2 separate regions of the Mus musculus genome follow, and region 2 is linked to region 1. Evidence: chromatin contacts called from public HiChIP or PLAC-seq data. All regions are on one chromosome and are shown on one strand. Each heading gives the region's core, a stretch centred on a gene start, on an enhancer-like site or on the middle of the called end of the contact. The rest is flanking DNA. Distances are from core to core; before and after follow the strand shown.

What was found. HiChIP or PLAC-seq counts read pairs in DNA pulled down with a chosen protein or histone mark.
Region 2: a contact with region 1 is called in an H3K4me3 HiChIP or PLAC-seq map of the SCID.adh cell line, with 17 read pairs. The contact joins two enhancer-like sites. A contact is called at or near these places in 3 of 484 Hi-C or Micro-C datasets (the N1E-115 cell line, cardiomyocytes and nephron progenitors) and 5 of 115 datasets of contacts at active chromatin or transcription factors (CD8 T cells, the SCID.adh cell line and embryonic stem cells).

What each region holds. Positions count from the first base shown.
Region 1 is chr10:21,022,436-21,028,582 of GRCm38.p6, forward strand. All of the region lies in intron 18 of Ahi1 (Abelson helper integration site 1), which reads left to right. Among named protein-coding and RNA genes, the nearest start is that of Gm20149, 19 kb to the right of the region's middle. Within about 2 kb of position 4,591, at least 51 of the 459 cell types and tissues checked have an H3K27ac peak or open chromatin away from gene starts, as enhancers often do. A contact at or near this core is called in the SCID.adh cell line, where this site is marked.
Region 2 is chr10:21,090,634-21,097,296 of GRCm38.p6, forward strand. No RefSeq gene overlaps it. Among named protein-coding and RNA genes, the nearest start is that of Gm20149, 50 kb to the left of the region's middle. Within about 2 kb of position 2,473, at least 47 of the 459 cell types and tissues checked have an H3K27ac peak or open chromatin away from gene starts, as enhancers often do. A contact at or near this core is called in the SCID.adh cell line, where this site is marked.

The DNA.
Region 1 (6,147 bases), core at 3,341-5,840:
ATTTGAAATCATTGTAGACAAATAATGGAGAAAACCTTACTTAAGACCTGGCTCGGTGAGCTGTTACGGAGAGAAAGGGTGTGAAGGACAGTGAACACGGTGTGGAGAAGCACTCGGAGGGCACGGTGAGGGGAGCCACGGACTGTTGAGACTTTAGCTTTCTCTCCAAGTGCCAACTTGAGGTCATCTTTGGGATGTGGTATTAAGATCAAAACAGACATAAAAACTGAGGTAGCATGTCAAGATCTGTTATGAGTACACGGGTTGGCAGGATCACGCTTTGCCCCTCAGATGACCACCCAACAAAACACTCTTTGCAAGCATCTCTTGGGTTTGCTGTCTTCAGAAACAACGCAAGAAGCGTGAAGAAGAATACAAGGTGTTTCTTGTAACCCAACTCTGTTCCCTCTTAAGAAAGTGTCTTTCTATAATAGGTAGCATCAAAACAGGAGAAAGGCATTTTGTTATTAAAGATTTTGTTACATTTGTTGGCTAATAGAGGCCGTGCTATGTAGAAGAGACCGTTTCAGATTAGGGATTAATCCTGCCTTTATTGCTCAGTAAGTCACTAAACTATTTTACCTTCTAATCAGTTTGCAGTTAGCCAAACAGTATGATGGTGCTGCTTGCTGAGATGAAAATCTAAAGCTCCCTAGCCTGCAATGTGGTGGTGTGGGCAAGGGAGAGATGCCTCCCCTTTGCTGGCCACAGCACTCAGGAGAGCTTGCCCTGCACCTGTCCTGGGCAGCAGAATAGAGCTGCCCTAGTGGTGTGGGTGCAGGTGGGCCAGCCTGAGGGTATGAGAGCGGGAGAGCTGGCCCTGCCTACCCATTGTTGGCTTTGGCAGGAGAGCTGGCCCTGCCTGCCCATTGTTGGCTTTGGCATTGGGTGATAGTCCAGGCAGTGCTGGAGAGCTGGCTCTGGTTGTGTGGGTGTGGAAGAACTGGTGAGCTGACCAGCCTCGATACCACCCAAGCCCAGATCCAGGGCTTTGAGTTGGCCCCATGCCATTATCTACCCCATCTATGCACTGCGTGAAGAAACTGGTCCTGCACCTCCAAAGCCGCAGGATCTCCATGACTCAGAGCAACAAGATATCAGAGAGGAGGCTGGTAGGGATCCAGTATTGATAGTGTAGCAGAAGCCAGAGGCCTCGAACCAGACCAGTGACTCACTGCAATAAACATTTGCAAGGAAAGATATGAGGACAAAAGGATGTACTGTCGGATAGTGCAGTTTCTTTGGTTTTAGTTTTGGTTTTGGGGGGCGAGTTGCAAGGGTGGAGAGCAGATATCAGTGGACAGAGAGATGAGTGGGGTTGGGTGCATGATGAGAAATTCACACACAATCAATAAAAGGATAAATAATAATAAATGTTGCAATTATTAAAAAAAAAAAACTAAAAATCTGGGGTGACTTGGTAGCTGACCGTGCGTGTCTGGTGCGGTTGGCGTGCTTGGGGCCCTGGGTTTGAGTCTCCTTTAATTATTAAAATAATTAGATTTTGGAGCTTACCCTCAGAGAATCAGCAGGTTTTGTTGTTGATAGAAAAAGACAAGAAATATTTAAATATTCAGTGATTTTTGAACTGAGGTGTTTTTTTTTTTTTTTAAGTTAGTGCATACTAAAAGAGAAGAGCTTTAAATTTGAGGAGCAGGGACAGCCTGTGAAGACGTTCATACAGTTAGTAGAGGCTAGCAAGCCTGGTTTTCTTGCTGCTCAATGATGATTCTAGAGATCTGTTATGGTAGCATGCAAGGTGAAATCAATTATAAAATGATTGATAAAATGTAGGGAGTACTGTTTTAATTTTTTAGCATTAATACAACAATAGTAGCTCATAAATAATTAGCAGTATTTTTTAAGTTATAAAAATGAGGTCAGGATGAATAAATGCATGTGTTAGACAGCTGGTCATGCCATCTCATCTAATTAAATGAATTTAATTAGATTAGATTCTGTCATCTCTCAAGTCCAGCAGAGATGAAGAATCCCTTCCGAAGCTGCTGTCCACACCGTTCTTTTCCTGTTTCTGATCAGCAGTCAGCACGAGAGAACTGAGAATGACGGATTTCGTACTCGGAGTTCTCTGGTCATGCTTGGATATTTGTTGCTTGGATTGTCCTTCAATGGGTCATAGTTTGTATTTCCTTCCCCAAATCCTGAGACTTCACTTGTTAGGTTTTCCTTTGTATTTGGAATCTCTAAAACTTGAGTTTGAGCTGTTGTACATTAAGAGTGTGAGTTACTGTTTCACTTCCCAGGAGAACATTTAAGTAAGTAACCAGCGATTGATGTTAATCTACTAGTTAAGTATTCAGATTTAGCCTCCATTTATTATAGTAATTAATTTTAATAATGGTATTATAATTCATTAATTATTTTAACTCTGCTGATAATTTGTAATATATTGTATATGTCATTTCTTAGTTTTTAATAACATTTTTCCAACCTATGCATGGTAATCCCCATGATTATTAAATTCATCCCAGTGTTTCCAGAGGATAGATCATGAATGCAAACCTTTCTTATCTAATCAGCAGATTCAAATGAGTGGTGGGTCTGCCCATTGTTTCCTAGCCGATTATGTTCTAAGAAAAGTCATTTTATTCAATATTTTAAGGTACATATGGTTTCAGCCTTACAACTTTAAACCTCCCCCCATCTGTTCAAAGTAGGAAATTTACTCTAAATTCTTATCTCTTAGCCACTTCTTTGTATGGTAGTGTTTCTTCTCTTCAAAAACCTTCAAAGTATATTGCAGCATTTGCCCAGTGGTATACAACCAGTGAAAAATAAAAGCATATAACTGAAAACTTTAAGCTGTAGGAAAACTTTAAATAAGATCTGATGACTAATGAATATGAAAACTTTGTAACCCTACATAACCAAAGTGTGAATTCAATTTTTTATAAGTATACATAATTGCAATATTTATTTTTATCACATATCATCTTAGAATTCTGCTTGAAATTCTCTGCCAAGACAGAGAAAAAAGACTAGAAAACTAAATACTAGTGACTCCCAGCTGGAGGTGAATTATCTTGCCCCAGGACATTTAAAGATACCTGGAGATTTGGGGGATGCTATATCAGCATCAGGGATAGACGTGCAGGACACTATGAAACATTCCGCAAAGCATGACAGCATCCCTGCCACTCCAAATAGCTAACCTACCTGAATTGTCCACAGTGCTCTCGCTGAGGACACTGGTGACACACAGAGTTAGAAACCATGCTCATCTCTGGTGAGGGTTCCAAAACAGTAGGCTATGTGAGGAGTAGTGAATTCACACTTGATGATATTCTGATACCTACCATGTGTAAAGCCTTCTAGTTGGTGTGTTAATCAGTTCTTGATTTGTCCTGTTTATACTCTGGAGATTTGTGGAACTATCAGACTATAACATCTTGAATGGGAAGTTCAAATGTAAAATTGGAAGGCTAGGGCAGGTATAACAGAGCTACTACATATGTGACAGAAGTAAATATAACAACCAATCTGACAGGAGATGTTCTGTCTCACAGTTGTGTAGTGGGACACTGATTGCCATGACAACGTTGCTGTGAGTGGGTGTGGGGTCCTCAGAGCTTCTGTGACTCACTGCCAGTCTTCCTGGGAAGGCTTTAGATTCACCTTTGACACCGCCAGCCTTTCTGTTGTTAACCTTCCGCAGAGCTCTCTGGTTCTGTGTTCTGCCTCACAGCTGATGGGTTGCCCGGTTCTCTCTGATAACTTCTCATCGTTCTGTGCCGTGGGTGGGTGCATTGCATCCTGCTAAGACTTCCAGAGTTTCTGTTCGGAGGTTTCCTGTCTTCGGTTGCTTTTATTCGCTTCTGTGTTTTTCTTCATGCCAATGGCTTTTCTTTATTTGTTGTAAATTTCTAAAGATGAAGGACTAGTTGTATGACTTACCTATTCTAATGTGTGGACAGCTGTAATCTCACTCATTCATTTGCCCACGCATACTTATTAAAACTTTACATTTGTGGCTAGGACAAACAATGTGCAGTTTATATTTAGGATAAACAAGAAAACTATGTCAGGACACTTGCCAAAGTGAGAACAGCTGGCTGGGGCTGCACGCTAGCAGCCTTCGCTCTTCCAGTGTTACTTTTGGAGACTGCTTCTGCTTCTCCTGGCTGCCCCCAGGAGAAGTGCTGGGCAAACCCCTGTTATTTAGGGCTTTCAGCCTACTTGGCTTTTTTTCTAACCTTCGAATCTTTATTTATCCCAGGGTTCTTTCAGTTTGACTTCGACCAGATGTGCTGGTTACAGGTTCATAGCTTTTATCATAGCAAAGATGACATCCACATGAACGACCTCACACACTCCAAAGGAAAGTCTGTCCCTACATGTTCCTAGACATTTTCCATTGTATGAAAGTTTAACATTTCTAATATATTCTTTTCAAGCTTACCAGTGGCCCTCGCAGCTGCTAATGCCAGTGGCCAGTTCTTCTCCTTATCTTCCTTGACCGATCACCAGCTTTGAATACATCTGGTTACTTCCTAATGCGTGGTTTCCTGGACACCACACTCTGTTGGGTTTTTTCTTATCTTGCGAGTCAGTCCTCTTTCTTTCCTTATGCTAGATGCTTCCTGGTCCCTGACAGGCTTAAATAGACTGTTCCCCCACAGCTCTGCTCTTTCTTCCCCTGCATATGCCAGCATCTTTGGTACTCAGGTAGCAGTGACTGTCTGATGTCTTAGACTTATCCTAGTCATCTTTCCTGAGCTCCAGTTGTGCGCAGTCCATTATTGTAGCCCCTGAGCCTCATGTGAATGTTGAGTACATGAAATATCACTCGTGTGACTTAGGAACTCAAACCTTAATTTTAACACTGTGCATGGCCTGTGGGTACTGTATAGACTTCAGTTCTCTTCTGTCTACTTCTACTCAAGTCTATATCTGATCCCAAGAAAATCATTTGGTAAAGGATTGTTGCTTTAATTGGATGTGAGTAATGCTCTTAATTACAAACTTCCTTAGTTAAGAGTTTAGGATCTTTTATCAACATGACTCTGACACTATTACTAAAAGAAAGCGTTTGTAAATTCTACACTCCGGAGGCAGAGGCAGGAGGATCCGGAGCTAAAGATCAGGAGGGAGTTTGAGGCTAGCTTGGCCAGCAACTTTCACAGAAATTGTGTTTATCTCCTACTTCTATCAGTTAGGTCAGAGCATGAGAGTCTAGTAGCAGTTAGCAGAGAGAATTTAGTCTGTACATAAGCTATGGCCTTGAGTGGTCTTTTTTATATTAGAGATGAAAAGTAATATTTACTTTTCAAATAAAAATATGTAAAGTTCTCTAATTTTCCACTACATTTTAGAAAGGGAAACAAAGCCCTGTGTTCAATGACGCACACTTCAGGAATCTCGTCTGAATTCTTCCTCAAATGATCCATGGGTATTATTTCAAAAGAGAGCTTTGTAGGTGTACTGACTAAAACTGTTAGGCGGCAAAACCTCTTCCGTTCCATCAGCTGAAGCGGAGGACTGAATAATCAATCAGGCCAAAGTGCTCCGTGCCTGTGAGTTAGCACTGTGCCTCCAGGGAGGAAGAGAGGGGACTTTGGTTCACTCAAGGCGGGGTGAGAGGAGCAAGGAGAGGAGGCTCTGGTAAAATGGCTGAGTCATGTTGACATGAGAACAAGACTTTCACTGTCTTAATAGGCTTTCTTCAACCATTGATTGCATTTTACCATCTTTATAGTTTTCAAATGAAGTTGACAACTTCGCATATTTTCACATAATAAGGCATATAAATTAATATTAGAATTCATTTCAAAGTACTCAAATTTAGGACAAGTTGTTCTTTACTTTCTTTTCTGATAATAAACTTACTGCGTGTTTTTTTAAAGAAAATGAGTACAGCCTTGTCCTCAGGCCACTCGTTCACTGCTCGCAGCTCCCATGATGCTTTGCGGTGAGAGCCTCCCCTCCCCTCCCCCCTCCCAGCCTTGTGCAGCCGGCACTGCTAGCATTTCCCACCAGTGTTTGTAGCAACCATTCTGATTCTACAAATGGGAAGGTTTTTTTTTTAAGTATTTTATTTGCTACCTGACTTAGAGTGGGTGCATCTGTAACTAAAGTAGTGAGTGTCTATGATATCATAAAAGTTACTGGTAGTGTTTTCATAAATAA
Region 2 (6,663 bases), core at 1,223-3,722, 66 kb after region 1:
ACTGCCCTCACAAGATGCTTGTGGTGCGGAGACGGTGAAGGTTACTCCCCGCCACAAACATGGCTTAGCTCTTTCCCCCAGATCTCTCTGACCCGAACCAAAAAAGAAAAATAAGTTCAAAAGTGAAGCAGACATTAAAAAGTAAAAGGGGAGGTGGGGTCTCACTTGGCCTTCCTTTCTGTGGAGAAATTAAGAAACCTTCGTACCAAGCTCCTGAACACTTCCCATTGTCTTAATTCTTCCAAAATTCTTTGATTTGAAGCTCGGTTTTCAACAACTGGCAAATCAAGTAAGAAGTCCATTTCCTTATGGCTCAGCCCAGTTAGAGAGCCAGGGTGGAGAGCATGGAATACCTTATTCCCAGTGTAGAGGGACCCCATTCAAGATTTATGCAGAACTTCAAAGGTCGCCCCTCCCTGCACACACCTCCCCTGGTGTGGGTGTTCCTCTAACCACCCCCAACAGAGTAAGCTTTAGGGAAGCATAATTGTGCTTTTGTCTTGGACTTGGCTCACCCCACCACCCTCTTCTTACTTTGAGATTCCCCTGGCCTGAAGCCCAGGGTGGGGCTTTGCCTTCAGTACTGTAAATAATGGTAATTACCTTTACAAACTCAAAAAAAAAAAAGTTTTCCCAAGGTCAAGAATATCCAAAGTCTAGAGAATTGCTATCACCCTGGTGTGTAGATCTCTCAGTATGAGGGTGGGGATTTAGTCTCTCTCTCCTTCTTGGAATAGCCGAGAGTGTGAGTGTGTGTGTGTGTGTGTGTGTGTGTGTGTGTGTGCCTCTGCGCTGTCAAAGCCAAAGCTTCCATATTACAATGGTGACATCTTTTGAAGCAGAAGCCTAGTCTAGGGGATATACTCCAGGAGGTGTGCTCACCCACCAGGGCCGGGGTGTCTCTGAGAGGCATCTCTCCCCACAGGCTGCTTAAGAGCCTATTGAGCCTGTATCCTTGTGGGGCCTTGCCTCATTAGATTGTCCCACGGCACCGCCCAGTCTCGGTATTTGATTTTCACGAACAATCACTAGCAGCTCTTATCTATGTCTAAGATCAAAATGATTAATGAAAATTCAAAGTTGTGTTTTTCACTCAGCAGCTTTGGGCCCACAGAACCGCATTAGGTCTCGTTTCTAAAGGTTTGACTTACGGAATGGCGTAGATAGCCACAAGTTTCCCTTAATTGTTTTAGTCTATAGATCATCCAGACAAGTATCTCCCACCTGGCTCAATATAGGCTCTTTTCAAAGGCTAAATTAAGACCAAGGACACAGAAGGGTAGCTCGCTGGGCAAACGTGATCGCTGCAAGTTGATCAAGACCCTCAAAAGACGTGTCAGAAGTCAGATTCTCACCGCATGGCTGCAACAGGGAACGGGTAGAGGTCATGCTCTGTGTGGCTGTGAGAGCGTCCCGGAGTTAAAACCAAGAGTGTTCATTTTGTGCTAAGGGACGTTTTATAATGTACCTACCCAGCCGTGAAAACATCTGTAATCCTAACAGCTCACTAACAAGCCACTTTCCTGAGCTCAAAGCCCAGAAGGTCTGGGGTTATCGCGTGCCCTGCCCAGCTCTGGGGCCTTTCTCTAGTATCAGCATGTATCCACAGTCCATCCCACTTCTCTTAGTAGAAGGCTCAATGTTTAGGAAGCAATTCCACCTATGCATTTGGACCTTTTCCAGTGTTTAACTTTTAAGGCGTTGGAGAGTTCACAGCTTTGGCTTATGAGTTTGTCTAACACTGAGCTTGCCCTTATTTTACCCCTCTGCTTGATCCCACTCTGACTACCTCAAGCATCCCTTCAGGATGCCCAGGACAGTACTCTGCAGATGACCTATCCACCTAGACTCCACATACATTTGGCCCTTATATGGAAGACTCACAAGTACCCATGTCTCCATACTCAACTCTGAAGTGCAATCCCAGGAAAGTACACCTGGAGCCTTGCAGGGGACACAAGCAAACTTCGGAGCCACTGAGACATCCCAGCATGCTCTGGGACATGTTCCAAAGCTGGCTTCGCGGTTGTGGCTCCTCTCTGCTAGGGCTTAGCCTGCAAAGTAACTTGTTTGATGGTGAGGGGAACAGCTGCGGTGCAGAGGAGTCAGATTTCTAGGTCAGTAGAGTCAGGCACATCAAGCACCAGGTCGTGGCCCACAGTTCTAGCTTACGTAGGTGTCTCTTAACTAAAAAGAAGTACAGCGGCCTGATCAGCGTGTTCAACATTCGTCCTCATCGTTATCTTCACTCGTGGCGGCTAACACTGGCGTGACACCCTGCTCTGATCCACCTCGAAGGAGTCTTTTCTGAGACCTCAAGTGGGAAGGAACTCTTTCTGAAGCACAGGGCTTTACTATGGAGCCTGGAGGAGAAGAAAGGGTTAAGTCTGCCGGGTAAAACATTGTCAATCACTGGTGCCTGCACCGGGGACAAAAAACAAGCTGCACCTGTACCCCTGCAATTTAAGAGATTCTGGTCAGCTCCTTTCCCCTGGCGCTTTGTTCTGCCAGCTGCCTGTGTGCTTTGGGTGCAGGTGGGAGCATGGACTTTGCTATCTATAAAAAACCTTAATGGTGAAGATCAACTTCCGCTTCACCTCCCCAGGGATCAAAGTATTTGGCTTTCTTTCTTTCTTTTTTTTCTTCTTCTTCCCTTTCCTGAACGACTGATAGAGCAGAGCTCAGAAAAAGAGTGGTTAAGCTATTGAGTCTCCCATGGTCTCCCCAGGAGCAGATCTTTGGTGGGTGCTCTTTTTAAATTCTCTGCTTAGAGGAGAGAAAGGAAGCAAGACAAAGAAAGGCAAGGGGTGACTTGTGCCTTGAAAGAAATGGTGGTTGTGCTGAAAGGGAGTCCAGAGGGCAGAGCCTGGAGAACATCAGGGCTGCCCTCAGACAGGACACTTAGGCTCTGTGGCTTCTGGTGACTTGTGCACTCGCCATACGCCATTGCCTCTGTGGGTACAAATCTTATATCTGGCCATAGTACTTCTCACCACACAATCGTCAACCGAAAAATAAGTATACAAATCCCAGGCATGCGCCTTACCAGTTATTATTGTCTGCATATGCTGTCACTAAATATGAGTTCAGACATGCTGTGATTGTTACAGGCTGACTGGGGACTCCCTGAGATTCATTTGGTGAAGCCCTATGTTTAAGATAGGTCCAACAAGGTGGAAATTTAAAGTTAGGCTATCAGAGTGGGTGTGAATCCACATCTCTAGTATTCTTTGTTTTGTTGCAAGACACGGTTTCTCTGTGTAGCTCCAGCTGTCCTGGAATTCACTCTGTAGACCAGGCTGGCCTCGAACTAACAGGCCAACTGCCTCTGCCTCCCAAATCCTGGGATCAAAGGTGTGTGCCACCACTTGGCTCTACTGGTCTTTCATGCAGAGGAAATAGGAACACACATGCACAGAGGGGGGAAAAAACTTGAAGACACAGCCCGACAGCAGAGAGGTCTCATAACAGAGCTACTGACGCCTTGACCTTGAACATCTAGTTCCCAGAACAGCAAGAAAACAATATTTAGCTGTTGCTTAGGCCACTCTGACTGTAGAATCCTATGCATCGGCACTGTTAAACCAATAAGCATCGAGCCAGACAGCGGCCTAGAGCTGGATGAATTGACAGCTTATTGAAGAACTCAAAATGGCATGCCCTCATGGGCAGGGGAGAAAGAACAGGGACCAGTGGCAACCTTTAACCTCTAACCTTGCCTGTGCTGTGAGAGTCCACCAAAGACCAGCGCATCTTGGGATGTTTCACTACAGCATTACGGCCATTATCAAGGCAAACGGTGGGACCTCACTTCAAACAGGAAGAAAAATCCAGTGCTGACTGGTGCATGGCTAGGAATGGAAGGGATCTAAGAGATCAGACCTTCAAGGTTAAAAGCAAAGGACTGTCCCCATGCAGGTAGTGGAGAAGGAATAGGCCTCGCGAGCAGCAGAAGCAAAGGGCAGCTAGGAGTTCTTCATGATCGCTCCATGGGTTGTCTTCCTGACAGTTGGTCATTTCTTTTTAAGCTGGCTGCCCCACAGATTAACTGCCTCCAAGGAAACAAGACACAATGTAAAAGCTGCTACTCGGAGTTGAACAGGTTAACACAGAGCTGGGAGTAGCTTCTAGGCACTTCATACAGTTAGCTAACTACTGAATCCTCCGATCTGTAGGAGACACTGAAGGACTCTGCCCTGAATCTTGTCTGACTCTCCTGGGACCTTTACTGTCCTGGGTTTTTTTCACCGTGGTGACTAGGGGGAACCAAGCTTTGTTTTTCAAAGAAATGTACAAGAGGCTTGACGTGGTGGTCCAAGATCCCAGCGGAGATCATGTCTTAAAGAACAAAAACTAGATGCAGGACTTTTGTATGTCAGGGAGAAAGAGCTAGGACATAGTGGGTTGTGTGACTCAGAGAGCAAGCTTCTACCTCCACAGGCAAGGATGCCTGTGCACACAGAAATGAGATGAAGTCATATGTGGGGACTGGAGTTGCAGTGGCTCCCAGAAGGAGGTGTGCAGAGTTCAGGCTGGAGTCCAGATGAGGAACATCAAATAGAGAGGCCTTTGGAGGGAGTGGGTTCTCTTGATAAGTAGGACTGCCACCCATATCAAGTATAAGACTGCCAATCATACTGAATCTCAGGTTATTTCCCATGTAGCATTGGGAACATATAGCATTTGTCACACTGCTATAGCAAAGAATCTGTGATGAGGTTGGGAGTGGAGGGGAACGCCTTTGGTCCTAGAAAAAGAACCAAAGGTAGGCTGATCTCTGTGAGTTTGAGGCCAGCCTGGTCGACAGAGCACATTCCAGGCCCGCTAGAGCTACAGTGAGAGGCTGTCCAAAAAAAAAAAAATTCAGTATCTCTAACAAAATTCAAACTTGTCTGGCTGCCCTGAACTTCTATTTGCCAAGCCTGGCAATTACCATCAGCAGGGCAAACAGCAGTTTTAGTGGGAAGGGAAATGGAATCGGCTCCGTGTTGGTGGAGATGGGCCGAGAACTGAGTCATGTTTTCTGGGAAACTGTCCCCATCTTTTGGGGTTGGAACCGAGCGAGCGATCCTTCTGTGCGGTGTGTGGTTTCAAAGCCAGCAGGTTACAGCAAGACCGGATAATCATACGGTACAAACCTGGCATGCTCTCGGCTCGTTAGGCTTTCCTCCCGCCTTAGCCGCTGGTGACCTCTCTAGTTCCCAGGCTGTGTGTTCTGGGTCAAGCTAACAAACTATAGACAAGTGGAAACGCTGAGAGGAATTAGAGTCTGGAAGAGCAAGGAGAAAACAATGGGGGGGGGAGCTCCCCGAACAGCTTTTGTGGAGAGCAGATGCCTTCCCAGGTTCCCAAACTACCACCAACTCAAAGCTCCAGGTTAGACCACAACAGGTACATCTCAGCAAAGGCACCTCTGTGCACTCGATGCTCTCAACGACTGGCATATGGACAGGATCCTTGATTTCCCACTTCTCAGCCCTTAGAATAATTAGCAATAAAATTTTTAATATTTGTAAACCACTCGGTTCACAGTATTTTGTGGTCACCGCCCCTGAAACTCAATATCCCCTTGAACTAAGGCATCTGTCTGTCCACTGCAACGGGATCCAGATGTATTCTGTAGAACAGCCCTGAGTCTATCATGTCCTCTTGCTCTATGGTTCTCCCAGTATAATTATAACCTGCTTGGAGAATGCTTTAGTCTGTTTTCTCTAACTGTAACACAAGGCCTGAGAATTAGTACCTTATAAAGGAAAGAAGTTAATTTGGATTTATGGTTCCAATTTCTGGTGAGTAGCCCCAGCTACATCATAGCATGGCAGGAACACAGGAGGTCACCGGATACACGTGAGAGACAGAAAATGTCACAGGTGACCCTGTTTATCTCCTGCTCCCACAGTAACTAGCCAGGCGTCCTGAGAGTAGGGACTTGTCTCTTGAGGAAAGCATTGATCAGTTTCTGACAGTGGTACCTCAAGACCTAATCACTTGCCAACCTCAGACCAGTCCTCAACACTACAATGACAGGGACCACATCTTAGCAGGTGCCAACAAGGCAGATCAACTGGACTTGGACCATTCAGGACTGAAGAACCCTAAGATAATCCAGAAACATTCTGCGGCAGAGGTCACCAACCTATGTCACACAGGCTTGATTCAGGATATGACCTGGTTTTCTGTGTGACACTTGATTGAAGAAATCTAAATGATTGATGAAAATAAAAAAAAAACAGTATTTTGTGACTTATGAAAATATTATAAAGTTGATTGATATTGCCATAAAGTGTTAAGAATTTGTTAGGAAGTTGTGAGGGGACCAATGCTTAGCCTCATTATGTGAATATCTGCCTGGCACTTTTACTCCCCAAAATCGGGACTATTTACTACTTAGCCATTTTACCCACAACCTGAAGCAACCCAGTGCTGTGCTGTCCGAGGCCCCAGGTCGAGCCGTGCCATTCCTTCTTTCTTTCCTCCTCAGACCCACACTTTTTTAAACTTAATTTTCTCATATAAAAATTGTAGGTGGGATCCCAAAGGACTATGGATTGGTTTTCTTCTTTTGACAGAGAGCTTTTAAAATAATTCTTCAAGCCGGGCATGGTGGCGCACGCCTTTAATCCCAGCACTCAGGAGGCAGAGGCAGGTGGATCTCTGAGTTCG